Linked DNA regions of Sus scrofa: region 1 is linked to region 2. Evidence: chromatin contacts called from public Hi-C data. All regions are on one chromosome and are shown on one strand. The core of a region is the stretch at or near the end of the contact, and the rest is flanking DNA. Distances in the headings are between cores, read along the strand shown. Region 1 holds the start of PFN3 (profilin-3). Region 2 holds the start of RGS14 (regulator of G-protein signaling 14).

Region 1 (4,195 bases), core at 1,170-3,669, 45 kb before region 2:
GCGCTCAGTTCCCGGCCCGGGATCCCTAGCGCGTCTCTCCTCTGTGCCAGCTTCCTTGCTACACATGCCCTACCTCCCCGCGTCCCTGCTCCACCTTTCCCTCTTCTCCCTTTCAGAGCTCCCCAGGAGGAAGCTGAAACCCCAGGAGGGGCTCCCCAGAAGGAAGCTGAAACGCAAGAAGGGGCTGGGAAGAAGGGGTTCCCGGAGGATGCTTGTGGCCCGCAATGAGCGCTCTTCCTTTTTCCAACCCTGCCCGCAGACCGGCGCCGGAGGAGCTGACTGTGGTGCTCGGCCAGGACCGCCATAATCAGAGTTGTGAGCAGTGCCAAACGCTGGCAGTGCGCTCCTACCGCCTGCACGAGTCCTACTCACCCAAGACCTACCAGCACGACCTGGGTGCGTGGGGGCGCCCCGCGGGGATCAGAGGAAGGGTGGGCAGGGCTCCGAAGTCCCAGCATCCCGGGCTCACCCTCCTCCCGGGCTGGGTTAGCTCTGGTACGCCTGAAGGAGACAGCGGACGGCTGCTGCGCACACCCGTCGCCTTTCGTTCAGCCGGTATGCCTGCCAAGAAGTGTCGCCAGCTCCGCCGAACCCGAAGGCGCGCTCTGCGAGGTGGCCGGCTGGGGCCATCAGTTCGAAGGTATTAGAACGGCTGGGTCGGGAGGGAGACTTCTGGCCACCAGAGTAGCCAAGGGAAGCCCGAGGGATTGGTACCACCAGGGACAGATGGGGCTGACCTGGTGGGTTGTTCAGGGCCGTCGTCTCTGCAGTCTTCTACAAAGGCTTGGTTCACTGTTGTGGGGGGGTCCAAATCGCTTGAAAAGTACCAGGAGAATCACACCATTTTCTCTAGGCAGTGGGCTGCAAGGGCTAATTAGGACTCCCGACCCGCGCTGGAGCAATGGGTGGGCAGGTTGGGGAGCAGGGTTTTGAGACACTGGATGGGAAGTAGGGGTGGGGTTCCAAAGCCACCCTGCTTCCACCTGATCCATTCACATCCCTGCTCCTCTCTGGCCTCAGTTTTCTCGTCTATGAAATGGTGTTAAAAGCAACTCCCTCCCTCTGGGGGTTTCTGCGGAAAGCAGGAGATTAGCAGGGATTAGAAGAGCCTGACACAGCCAGGTCCGTGGCCTGGACAGCGAGCGGAGTCGGGAGGGGTGTGAGGAAGGCGCCCTTGGTTTGCAGGGGCGGAGGAATATTCCAGTTTCCTGCAGGAGGCTCAGGTGCCGCTCATCAGTCCGGAGCGCTGCTCCGCCGCCGACGTGCACGGAGCCGCTTTCACTCCCGGCATGCTCTGCGCTGGTTTCCTCGAAGGCGGCACCGACGCGTGCCAGGTGAGCCCTCCGCCTGATTGGCGCCCTCCCCCAACCCGTGCAAGTCCAGACCCCAAGCCAAGGGCACTGAGCCGCGTGTCCTCGACCCAGGGTGACTCCGGTGGCCCTCTGGTGTGTGAAGACGAGACCGCAGAGCGCCAGCTCGTCCTGAGAGGCATCGTCAGTTGGGGTTCAGGTTGTGGCGACCGCCTCAAGCCCGGTGTGTACACGGACGTGGCCAACTACTTGGCCTGGATCCAGGAGCACACCACTTCCTGACCTCCCAGGGACTCGTCTTTCCCTCCTGGGCAGTTCTGGAATGGAAAGGTGGCTGGGGCGTGATTATGGACAGCAAGTATTGTGTTCTATTCCCCCCAGCGCTGCCAGCCCGGCTGGCTCCAGGAATGTCATACGCACTCAATAAAGTGCTTTTGAAGATGCTTGAAAGGCACAGCTAACTCTTCAGGGGCCCCTTTGGGAAATGCCAAGACTGTAAACCGATGCTCAACTTCTCCACACCCCCTCAGAGAACATGGAATCTTTTGACATCTTATACAAGATTTAGATTCATGTCCAGCTGACGTTTGCTGAGCCGCACTGTGTACCAAGCCCTATGCAGGGTGACTCCTTATACTAGTCTTTGTCTGAAACTCATATTTTAAGTTTGTCCAACAGGAGTTCTCAATCTCCACTGTACATCAAAATCACCTTGGGGAGCTTTTTGAACCTATGACCAACAGCCACTTCAAATCAATTAAATCAGTATCTCCAGGGATGGGGCTAGGAGGGTAACAGTATTTTAAAAACACTCCCCAGATGATTCTATTTGTGGAGAGGTTGAGAACCGTGGTTGGAAGTACTTAACATTAAAAGAGTTGTGTGGGGAATTCCCGTCGTGGTTCAGCTGAAAAGAATCTGACTAGTATCCATGAAGACGCAGGTTTGATCCCTAGCCTTGTTTAGTGGGTTAAGGATCCAGCGTTGCTGTGAGCTGTGGGGTGGTCCCTGAGGCAGCTTGGATCTGGTGTTGCTGTGGCTGTGGCATAGGCCGGCAGCTGTAGCTCCAATTCAACCCCTGGGAATCTCCGTATGTTGTGGGTGCGGCCCTAAAAAGCAGAAAGAAAAAAAAAAAAAAAAAAGGTTGCATGGACCCTTAAGGCTGACATCGTGGAAGACCATTAGGGCAGTGGGTCTCAAAGTACGGTTCCTGGACGGGCAGCAGCATCTCCAGGGAACTTGTTGGAAATGCATAATATCTGCTACATCTCACACTGCAGAATAAGAAACTCTTGAGTCGGGAGCCTAGCAATCTGACAGCTTTCCAGGAGATTCTAAGGCTCCTCATGTTTAGGAAACACGTTCTGGGGGCTGAAAGTTTACCAGGCCTAGAGGTCCGGCTGTTCAGACATGGCCCTGTTCTTTTTGTTCTTAAACTTGTGTGCTGTGCTCGATGGGCCATTTAATTTTTATTTTTGAGGATTTTTTTTTAAACGATTCGCTCCTTCGGGCTAACTTTAGAACGTCATCGGACATAGGATACCAACGCCACCCCACCCCCCACCCCATTCTCCATCGCCTTTATGTCAACGTCACAACCCCGCCCCTCAATACGTCATAGTAGCGGAGCAGTCCGGGAGGACAACCCGCGAAAGTCCACGGCGCACTCTGAGCCGGAATGGGCGACTGGAAAGGCTACATTAGTGCAGTGCTGCGGGACCAGCGCATCGACGACGTGGCCATCGTGGGCCACTCGGACAATCGCTGCGTGTGGGCATCGCGGCCCGGGGGCCTGCTGGCAGCCATCTCACCGCAGGAGGTGGGTGTGCTCATAGGGCCAGATCGGCGCACCTTCCTGCAGGCGGGCCTGAGCGTAGCGGGCCGCCGATGCTGCGTCATCCGCGACCACCTGCTGGCTGAGGGCGACTGCGTGCTGGACGCACGCACCAAAGGGTTGGACGGGCGCGCGGTCTGCGTGGGCCACACGCCGCGCGCGCTCCTAGTGCTTATGGGCCGGCGTGGCGTGCACGGAGGCATTCTCAACAAGACCATGCACGAGCTGATCCATGGGCTGCGCTCTCAGGGCACCTAGCAAGACTGCCAACCAGCCCCCAAATAAAGTCTGATCTGGGCGTGGCAGACCAGTCCTCCGATTGCGAGCGAGTGGCGGGGTGGGCGTGGGGTTGCAGATGAGGAAACCAGTTTATCAGAAGATCCTTGTAGAAGGATTACCTGGTGAAGTTGGAAGTTCACTCTTCCCAGTCTCCTGAGCCCTACACCAGGCCCTGCCACGAGTGCCCTGCCCCTGGCCTAACTCCTTAGGCCAGAGTCCAAGGGCCTTGGCACCTTCCCGGGGTACTAGGGACACCCAAGCTGAGGAAGGGGCGGCCTTCTCAAATCCTCTAGTTCAGTCTTGGGCATCCTTTCTTACAAAATTTTACACAAGTCTGTGCAGGACGAACCGTGAAGGAAGTCCCCACACACACACACACACCACTGCCCAGGCTGGAGGCCCTCATACTTCTCACCCTCTCCAGGTGACTAGAGGAAGAACTAGCAAGAGTTATGAGTGGGTGGCAGAGTGGGCCTAGTAGCTTGGAGAGCAGCTTTGGGGCTCCAAAGCCCTTGCATCTCTCCCCACATAATTCAAAGGGGCTGGAGGTGGGGAAGAGGGAGGCACACACTCCAGAACATCAGAGCTGAATCTGGGGCCCTACAGCCTTCCTGCTCCCTTGGGGGCCAAAGGCTCCAGAGATGTCCCTAGACAAGAGGGAGGAAGTTTAGCACCCCCTAGTCCTTGACCCTCCCCCTGCAGGCCTCAGCTCAGGGGGCTCTATAAAGGAGGAGGAGGAATTGGAAAACTTGAGTGGGTTTAAATGAGGCCT
Region 2 (3,998 bases), core at 264-2,763:
GTATAGATAGCGGTAGGGGGGAGGGATTGGGCCAGCTTGGAGGGGTTCATCTCTCTCCCACCCAATAAAGAGATGCTGGAGGAAGGGGTGTAGAGATAGGTCTTGGGAATTAGGAGGAGGAGCGGGGGTTGAGGTGGTGGCTCAGCTTCATGGTGAAGCAGAGTGTCCTTGAAGAGGGGCTGAGAATGGAGTGGGGGGCATTGGGGCTGACAGTTATAGAACCCCCACAATGGATCAGGGGCCTCATATTCATCATTTGGCTTAATCATCTAAACAAGCCTTTGAAATCCATTCCAAACTTCTCATTTTTATAGAGGAAGAATCTGAGGGTCAGAGAGGACCCTCTAGCCAGGGACAACTGAGCTGAGATTGGAAACCACATCTCTCTGGACCCACTGGCTTTGTCCCACAGTACTAGGCTGGGGCTGTGTAAGAAACTAGGACACTGTCTGGACTTCCCAGAGTTTTTAGGAGGGACTGGGGTTCTGCCAAGTGGGCTGTTGTCCTAGGGATAGAAGAAGAGAAGCCCCGGCACAGCCTGTCTCATCTGCTGAATGAATAAAGAAGCTGGACTCTAAGAGCAGCTCTAACCCAGATGCCAAACAGCCAGGGAGAGGTTTGGGGGAGGGGGCAGCAGCCAGGGGCATCCCAGTACCCAGCTCCCCCTACCTTTCCTAGTGGTCCAGGAATAGAACAGACAGAAGCTGTATCAACTTGGCCTGACCCTGCAGACCCATCCCTGGCTGCCAAAGGGCTCCTAGTTCTGGCAGGAAGCCTCGGGAACAGGTCTAGGGGGAGGGCAGTGACCCAGCAAGGGCTGCCCCTTACCTGACCTTGAGCATCAGGACATGGGGGGCGATATTGCTGAGGCCGAGTGAGGTATGGGAGCTCAGGCCAGTATAGGGGGTGTCAAGGGGCAAAGGCCATGCCCAGTCTCCCTGCTACCCCAGGTGATGCCAAAGTAGCAAGGAAGAGAGCAGTGGGGACTGGGCCAGAAGCCTCTCCTCTAGTCTCATCCCCAGGGCGGCCCCAGGTCCCCCAGCAGAGCCATCTGGAAGGTCCTGTGGTGAGGGCACCAGGTCCCACCACCTGCTGCTATCTGTCCCCAACTTCTCCCGCCCGCTGGCAGCACACAGGCTGTTGCCCAGCCCTACCGGGTGTGCCTCTCGGGCTCCACCCTGGGTGTACCCACCTCCTCCCCGTGGGCCTGGCCTAGAGCCCACACTCACCATGCGTCCGTTGGGGACGCCCAGGTGCTTGGGCTTCCCCGGCATGCCGCTGCTCTTCACGGGTCCCTGCCACGGGAGGCGCCCACCATGGGGACTTCGGGCAGCGCCGGTCAGAGCTTTCACGGTGATGGGCAGGCGGCAGAGAGAGCCCAGCTCCGCTCCTGCGGGCCCTCACATCCTGAAACACCAGCTCACTACCTCTTTTCTCTGCCACAGGAAGCGTCTCTATAGAAACCGAACCACAGAAAGAAGCAAGGTCTAAGAGAGCGAATGCTTCTTCCTACATTCACACACACACACACACACACACACACACACACATGCACACGCACACGCACACACACATTCACGCGCCCGCGCGCACATGCTGCCAACACACCCTTGGCAGTGCTCTACTCAGGCACCAACACAGAGCAGGGGCCTCTGTGTGCCCAGCGAGGAGCCCAGCCTGGTCTGGCGCAGACCGGGGAGCTCCATAGGCATGTCTGGGCACAGAAGTGCCTGTTCACACACCTGGAAAACTTTGTACACCCTGCTGGGGCTTCTGTGGACATGGGAACTTGTGCACCAGGACCTGAATGTCCACTCGTCTACATTACTCAGCACACACCTATCCCACACCTGCTGTGTGCTGAGCATGCACACACTCAGTGCCCCTCCCCCTGGCAGCTGGGTGCATTACTACCTCTGTCCTGAGACACCTTTGGGCTCTCCCTCCCAGGTCTATGCCCAGGTGTACAGACAAATGGATACATCTCATGCATGGTCACATACACACAAGATCCTTCAGGTGTGCGGGTTCTCCCTTGTCAGGTATACCTGGGCCTTCAGTCATGAGTGTGCCCAGTCCCTCGGACAGATGCATGTGACAGGCACACCTGCACAAGGCACATATGAACCCAGTGACCTTTGCAACCAGGTGTGCACGTGCTTGCCCAGCTGGGCAGGGAATGGACCAGGTGCATCTGTGCCCAAAGATGTGTGTGTGCATTCATAGTCACTCATAAAAGTCCCACTTTTGTGAAGTACTGTTGACTGAAGAGGGGTAGTCTGCCTCCTCAGCCCTGGCCCAGTCCCAGTCCCTTTAGCCAGGGTCCTTATTGGCTTTTTTTTGCCCCCCCCCCTTTTAGGGCCACACCCATGGCATATGGAGGTTCCCAGGCTTTGAGTCGAGTTGGAGCTACAGCTTCTGGCCTACACCACAGGCACAGCAATGTGGGATCCGAGTCACATTTGCAACCTACACCACAGCTCATGGCAACACCAGACCCACTGAGCAAGGTCAGGGACTGAACCCGCATCCTCACGGATACTAGTTGGATTCATTTCTGCTGTGCCACAGTGGGAATTCCCTTTCCCTTTTTTTCCTTTTTTTTTTTTTGGCCATGCCTGTGTCATGCAGAAGTTTTTGGGCCAGGGATCGAACCTGAACTACAGCAGTGACCTGACCCATGACAATGATAATGCCAGATCCTTAACCCACTGAGCCGCCAGGGAAATCCCTGGCCTCTTTCTTACATATGTATGTACCCACGAAGACTTGTATTTTACTGAAGTTTGGGCTTTCCTAGAGCCCTGAAGTTACCAGGCACTACAGTTTGGGCCCCACTTTCTGCAAGGAAAAGGTGACACCCCATCTTTCGTATTCTACCCTCTATTCCACTCCCCCTTCCTTCTAAGGCCATGACTTGAATATTTCAGAAGCAGAAAATAAGTGACTCTTCACCATAAATTCAGGTCCTTTTCCTCCTGGGCACATTGCTAAACTTTAATTTCCCAGGCTTCCTCACAGTCAGGTGTGGCTATGTGCTGCCTAGTTCCTACCAACTGAACGCGAGTGGAGTGATGACGTGTACCAAGGCTATCGGGTGCTCTGTGCCCTCTGCCTTCTCTCCTTCCCCTTTAGCTGGCTGGATACAGGAGATGACGAAGCCCTAGGGGATGGTGGAGCCGTAAGAAGGAAGGAGCCTGGGCCTCTGCATTTGTGTAAGAAGGCAAGTCCACAGGCACCAAAAACACAAGCTTTGGACAGTTAAGGGAGAGAGAAAAATTATCTTGTTCAAGCCATTGTATACATTAGGGTTTACTTTTTTTTGGTCTTTTGTGTTTTTAGGGCCGTACCTGCAGCACATGGAGGTTCCCAGGCTAGGGGTCTAATCAGAGTTGTAGCTGCCGGCCTACACCACAGCCACAGCAACTCTGGACCCTTAACCCACTGAGCGAGGCCAGGGATCGAACCCACAATCTCATGGTTCCTAGTCCGATTAGGTTCTGCTGCACCAGGAGGGGAACTCGCATTAGGGTTTACCTGTTGTAGCAGCTAGTGTTATCCTAGTTAATACACCTCTTACCCAGTCCTAACTCACCTTTTTCTAGACACCTTGCTCCAGCCCACCTAGATAGAGGGTGGTGTGTGTATTGGAGGTTGCTTTGGGGCCTAATGCAATGCCAATGGTGGTCTTAATAAGGTGTGTGACAGTGTCAATATACCTGTGATGGGATGGTAGGGTGAGTGATGGGAGTGGAGATTGCCTGCCTGTCTGCTAGGCCGTGGATCCAGGCCTAGCTTCATAGGGGTTTTATGGTTTACAGACCATAATTACCTCATTGGATCCTCACAACCTCTTTGTGAGTGGTGCTCACTATTCCCATTTTACAGATCAAGAAACTGAGAAGTGAGTTGTCCAAGTTTACACATCGAGTTAGAGATCATCTAAGCTGTGAATGTGTGCACTTAGGGCGACAGGTGCTAGGCCTGGGCCACCACCT

The links. Hi-C and Micro-C count contacts between places; a contact is called where the count stands out from the background.
Region 1: a Hi-C map of epiblast stem cells shows a contact between it and region 2, with 2.0 times the contacts expected there. The contact joins the promoter of PFN3 here to the promoter of RGS14 in region 2. A contact is called at or near these places in 2 of 47 Hi-C or Micro-C datasets (epiblast stem cells and liver).

Annotation. Positions count from the first base shown.
Region 1 is chr2:80,543,076-80,547,270 of Sscrofa11.1, forward strand. PFN3 (profilin-3) reads left to right here and starts at 2,420. Exons shown (of 1, transcript XM_013992193.2): 1 at 2,420-3,449. The coding sequence starts at 2,989. The coding sequence ends at 3,402. F12 (coagulation factor XII) reads left to right here. Exons shown (of 14, transcript NM_214242.1): 11 at 260-396; 12 at 491-640; 13 at 1,186-1,334; 14 at 1,425-1,751. The coding sequence ends at 1,592.
Region 2 is chr2:80,588,485-80,592,482 of Sscrofa11.1, forward strand. RGS14 (regulator of G-protein signaling 14) reads right to left here and starts at 1,514. Exons shown (of 15, transcript XM_005661452.3): 1 at 1,230-1,514. The coding sequence starts at 1,274.